2 separate regions of the Anas platyrhynchos genome follow, and region 1 is linked to region 2. A link is a contact called in public Hi-C data. All regions are on one chromosome and are shown on one strand. Each heading gives the region's core, a stretch centred on a gene start, on an enhancer-like site or on the middle of the called end of the contact. The rest is flanking DNA. Distances are from core to core; before and after follow the strand shown. Region 1 overlaps AHNAK2 (AHNAK nucleoprotein 2). Region 2 overlaps GPR132 (G protein-coupled receptor 132).

Region 1 (2,700 bases), core at 198-2,697, 190 kb before region 2:
CACAATTCATTAATTATTGTGTGTTAGGCTTGGATGGATTTTTCTAGTTTGGAGGTCAACTAAGCCCTGGCCACAGACAGTTCAGATATTGCTCAGTGCTGGTCTACTTGGGTGGGCCTAGGCAAAATTCCTGGCTTGGGTCTTGAGCATGGTAGTCTGCTAGACCCAGGTCCTCTCACCTACCTGTGATGAAGTACATCTTTAGCTAACTGACCTGCCTTTATTTGAGAGGATTTCGTGTAGAGCTTCTGCCCTGCTGTCCCAGCAAGTTTCTGAGGACACTTGGCTCGGTGCAAGGCCTTGTGGCTATAGCACTGCTGACAGCCATGCAGATGATAGCCATGCAGTACCTAGCAGGCTCCATAGCTTTATGCGTTTGGACAAGACAACAAAGTTACCTGAACTCATGCATTAGACATCAGCTTCATCCCAAAGCTTTTCTATTATCTGTTTCTGATCCTAATTTTTTGATAGTTATAAATTTTTCAACAACTGCTAGCTCTTTCATCAGGGGCACTGGCTCCTTGGCCTCTGTTTTCTCATTCAGGATTAACTTTGGCTGTCTTGCCTTTGGGATATCAGAGGTCATACTTCAAATAGGAGACATGAAAAAGATGCAGGGTGACTTTTTTACACGGGCAGGTAGTGATAGGAGAAGGGGGAGTGGTTTTAAACTAAAAGTGAGGAATTTAGTCTAGAGGTTAGGAGGAAATTCTTCACTCAGAGGGTGGTGAGGCACTGGCACAGGTTGCTCAGAGAAGCTGTGGATGCCCCATCCCTAGATGTGCTCACAGCCAGGCTGGATGGGGCTTTGGGCAGCCTGGTCTGGTGGGAGGTGTCCCTGCCCACGGCACGGGGTTGGAACTGGGTGATCTTTAAGGTCCATTCCAACCCAAACCATTCTGTGATTCTATGTTTCTAGGAAATATAACAGCAAAATAGCCAGCTAATAGTCATGTATTTATGTCCCAACAATGAAGGATACTGGGGTGGGAGAGAAGGAACGGCGACATACATGTGCTTCTTTTTAATGTATTTATAGCTCCCTTTCCATGCCAAATTGTAGTTCTAGGTTTGTGTGGCTGGAGACTGCACATAGATGTTTAGCTGAACAGCCCAATTTTCCAGCATTAAAAAATGAACAGCAGTATCCCAAGAAACCTACCATAGTTAAGGAAACAGCCTGAGAGTCAAAAAATAGGTGGGGTCAGAAACACAGGAGCCTGTTGACAAGATGTCAGTGTTTTGCAGACTTATGTCTGTGCTCCTTGCACTCTTTTAAGCTCTGTCCTTAGCTATTCCTGCACTCAGACCATTGGGAAATACTTTGTTAACATGGTTGTTTTTTTCCTAACCTTCACTTTCACCAAGCTGACAGTAGCCTATTGGAGAAAGGTTTTATTGCTGCTTCTTTTCTCTATTGTTCTTTCCTCATCTACTTCATTCAACTTTTAATAACATAATAGAGAGTATTGCTCTGTGGTCATTGCTGTCTCAGAGCTCAGTTTTAATTGACCTCATTCTTTCACCATCATGACAGACTCCTAGAGGTGGTACTGTCAAGGTGGATTTCTTTCTGTGTGCCTAAGTTAAGGGACACTACCTGAGAAACTTTTTACGTGAAGGCTGCCTTTCAGGCAGATGAGAACTGCTGTTACAATGGGATGTCCTTTATTACGTATATTACGTTTTTCTGGTCTCAGTTTTTCTGGCGTGATCACAATGCTCTTCTTCAGTCCTCGTATATGTTGTCTGATGTGGTAACTTCGAGTCTTTTCAACAATGACACATAAACTTAGAGAAACTTTGGGGAAATGCTGCATGATCCACATACAGGCCTACTACTTATGTCAACAGTCTCTTCAGAGATAATATGAGGAACACAGGCTTCCAGAAGGTCTGTAGAATATTTAAGACTACCATGAAGATGCAGACATGGAGAATATCTTGAGCTACAAATGGTTACACAAACAAGTACACTTCCATGATAACTCAATTTCTGAATGTTTTGCTATGTCTGCATTCCCTGTATGAAGTAGAATATAGAGATAGATAAGACAGGATGAGAAAAGGATGAGAAAAGACAGGATGAAAAAAAATAAAGATGCATGACTGCACATGCAAATTGTAAAACTTGGGATTGTAATGGGTGAAAAGTCTCAGATTAATTTGTAACCACTGCCATCATATTTAGAAACTGTACTGCCATTAAGCAGTCACTGAGGAGCATAGAGTGGGATACAATCAAACCTGCAAATCAAACCTGGGGTTTTCAGCTGCAGTTTTCAGAACTAGAAAATGCTAATGGCACTATCAGTAATTCATGGTACTTGTTTTATTTTTCATATGGTGAGTTTATTGTGAATTAAGAATACAGACAGTGTTTTAATGATACATATGAAGGCTGTCACATATGCACTCTGGTTTTGGCTGTGCACTTTAGAGAAGCATTAATATAAACAGAGGTAAATAATTATATACATCTCCTTTCCCAGAAAATCTTTGAAGCAATTCCACCAAAGTGTGGCAGATCATTCTGTGCATTTATCTATCCAGTAAATATACACATAAAAATTTATTTATCCAAATTTTTATAATTATTCTTTACCACCATGTTTTATTTTGGTACCTTAAAATGTGAAATATTTTTTTGGTCTTGAATTTATTTATTTATTGATTTATTTTTGACCTTTTAAGGCT
Region 2 (2,700 bases), core at 79-2,578:
AGCTATCATTTCTGGTCAAATGGGACAACTATCTCAATTGGTTGAGGGCACTTAATGTATCAGAGACTACCCAGCATACAGGAACTAGAATCTGGATACTGGCATGCACTTCCACACTGTAATAAAGCACAGTGGTTCAGATCTAGATAATTCACACCTCTCTCAGTGAATAACTGTAGATGAGGAGCAAAAACTTGTAGTGCTATGTAACATTCACCATAGCAAGTCAGCAAAACTGCCTGCCACATCTGTTTGATACCTCTGGGAAACAACAGGAAATGTGTAGTGAAAGGAAGTAAACAAGATTGAAGAGAAGAATATGTATGCTTTTAAGAAACGGTGGTGAAGAAAATTAATGCTCCTTGAAAAGGAGTGGTTACAAAAACTCCACCTTTCCAAGGCAACCATACACAAGAGCAGACTTGGCATTTGGTTAGTGTTATGTAGTGCTAGGAGAAGCACTAATTGCAAAGTCACACGACTTCCACAAGGAAATCTACCAAGTGAAGAGAGGAACATGGAGGTGAATGTGCTGTAATGGTGTTGTATTCTCTTAAAACTTGTACTTTCCTGTATTTATGAGTTGAAGTTGCCTGTGGTGCAAGACATTTAATAAGAAGAGATCTTGTCTGGCCTAATTTTTGGGCACTCAGGTGGACACCTGCTCCAGGGAACAGTCAGCTAACTGCCACGGTGAGATGTGTTGGTAGAGTTGAGTCCCTTCACACAGAGGTGGAGTATGAGCCTTCATCCTCACTGTGCACGAGCAATTTCTTTAACCTTGTGTTCATGCAGAGGAGAAAGTAGCTTGTGTCAGCCTATGAACATTTATTTTTTGTTGGTTTGGGCCAATCTCAAGCAGACATAGGGGGAAGCAGTTTGCTCCCAGGGCAGTGAGGACCTGCATTGTCTCCTACATCTCTGGGAGGGTGGGCGAGCTGGTGGGGCCGTTCCCTCCTCTCCCCGGGGCTGCATAAGCAGCTCTGCCTGAATGCCTAACAGAGCACCTATCATTCAAGATAGCCTGAGGAACATTCAGTCCCCAGACCTAGTTCAGTTAATGCAGATAAGGATGGTATGAGGAAATGGACGAAGGCTGCGTTAGGCTGCAAAATCCTCACAGCAGTGATGTGCTAGCCACAGCCATAAAGACCAAGTCCTCCTGGCCCATGCCAAAATGTGTTCATGTGCAGCAAGTACACAAACACAGTCAGAGCCCCAGTGACAGCAGCTTCGTATTGAAGATGCATTTCCAGTCTTGGTAAGCAAGCAGGCGGGGCAGTGGCAGCGGTACCTGCCATCCCCAGCAACAGTGGCACAGAAAGCTGTTCCTCAGGGTGACACTTGGAATGGGGATTCTGTAGACACAGGAACTGAGAAAGTGCTGCTGGTGTGGAAGAAGTACACTGTAGGGTGTGACCTGCTCAGTGTCTACCTTCCACTTCCCTCTGCGGCAAACCATGCTCCGCTTGCATGCTGAAACTTTTAGAGGTTAGCAGGCAGTGGTCACTGTGTTAGTCAGGCCACAATGCCTTGATCCAGCCAAGTGCCAGAGGGACACGTCTCCTCATCTGAGAGCTGGACCATCTGGTGTCCAATGGATATGTTCAGGTCCTCTCTAGGAGGATCTGAAGCTTCCTTTAGTTTCAAATGTCCCAGCTTCAGGATGACTGAAGAAGAGGATCCTCACTACTATGTGGGGGGAAGACGGCACAGGACTCAGCAGGGCTGCTGCAATGTTTTTGAATTTGCTTCCTTTTTTTTTTTTTTTTTTTTTTTTTTTTTTTTTTCTAGTAGTGAAAGTGTAGTCATAGCTGGTATTTATTTAGAAATGTGATAGTTGTGATAAGGAGTGACATTCATTTCTTTCTGCCTGTGGGCACCTGCCACCTTGGGTCAATGAGATGAGGCCTTCTGCAGGCCACCAACCAAACAGTGGTGGAGGGGGGATAAAGGCAGCGTTTGATTTCTGGGTCAACAGAGATTCTGTGCCAGACCTCACCCAGAGCATGGCATAGGAGAGCTCGTCCTCTCCTTGCGTCTGAGTGATGTGAGACCACCAGGAACCTGTGTAACACAAAGGTGCCTTGGAGACAGAGCTGTGAAGCACAGCAGGTGAATGAAACAGGTGATGGAGGTGATGGAGGCAGCGGCAGCTGAGGCGGGGACGTGGCACAGTCGCACGCTGTCTCAGCCATGAGCAACAACACCATAGTGCACAAAACCTCTCCGAGTGGTTGAAGGTGCACTCTCCTCCCCTCCCCCAGGGCTTCATGTGCTTCTTGGCCCTGTTTGTCTGCGAATTCTTCTTTTTGCACTGCCTACGCCTGTTGCTCGCCACTCGTTGTGCGAAGGCATGCTTCCCCCTGAGGTACCTGCCTCACCAGCAAGCAGCCAGCGATGGTGCAGAGCAGGAAGGAAGTGGTAGAAGCCATTCTGTAGACACATGTTCCCAAAGGGGACTTATTCTGTAGACACACAGTTCCCAATGTTTCTTTCGCATGCCACCTTCCTTTGCCCCCTCCCTTCCTGCTCTGCTCCTCAGCTTCTCCAGGCCCAGCTCCTCAGGGCTTTTGGGCCTCTGGCCTCCTCCCGTGTCCCCCATGATGTCTGTGCATGTGTGCAGCACAAGAAAGGAGGGGATGGAGCAGCACAGGCCCATCAGCAGGGCTCTGCTGTGCGCTGCCACTGCTCCCAGCC

Evidence for each region. A called contact is a pair of places that touch in the nucleus more often than the background predicts.
Region 1: a contact with region 2 is called in a Hi-C map of skeletal muscle, with 5 times the contacts expected there. The contact joins two enhancer-like sites. A contact is called at or near these places in 4 of 8 Hi-C or Micro-C datasets (F1 follicle, skeletal muscle and subcutaneous adipose tissue).

What each region holds. Positions count from the first base shown.
Region 1 is chr5:9,048,663-9,051,362 of IASCAAS_PekinDuck_T2T, reverse strand. It overlaps AHNAK2 (AHNAK nucleoprotein 2), which reads right to left. Exons shown (of 7, transcript XM_072038223.1): 7 at 2,321-2,700. Among named protein-coding and RNA genes, the nearest start is that of PLD4, 19 kb to the left of the region's middle. Within about 2 kb of position 1,447, at least 2 of the 8 cell types and tissues checked have an H3K27ac peak or open chromatin away from gene starts, as enhancers often do.
Region 2 is chr5:8,861,704-8,864,403 of IASCAAS_PekinDuck_T2T, reverse strand. The region is part of intron 1 of GPR132 (G protein-coupled receptor 132); the gene reads right to left. Among named protein-coding and RNA genes, the nearest start is that of CDCA4, 17 kb to the left of the region's middle. Within about 2 kb of position 1,328, at least 2 of the 8 cell types and tissues checked have an H3K27ac peak or open chromatin away from gene starts, as enhancers often do.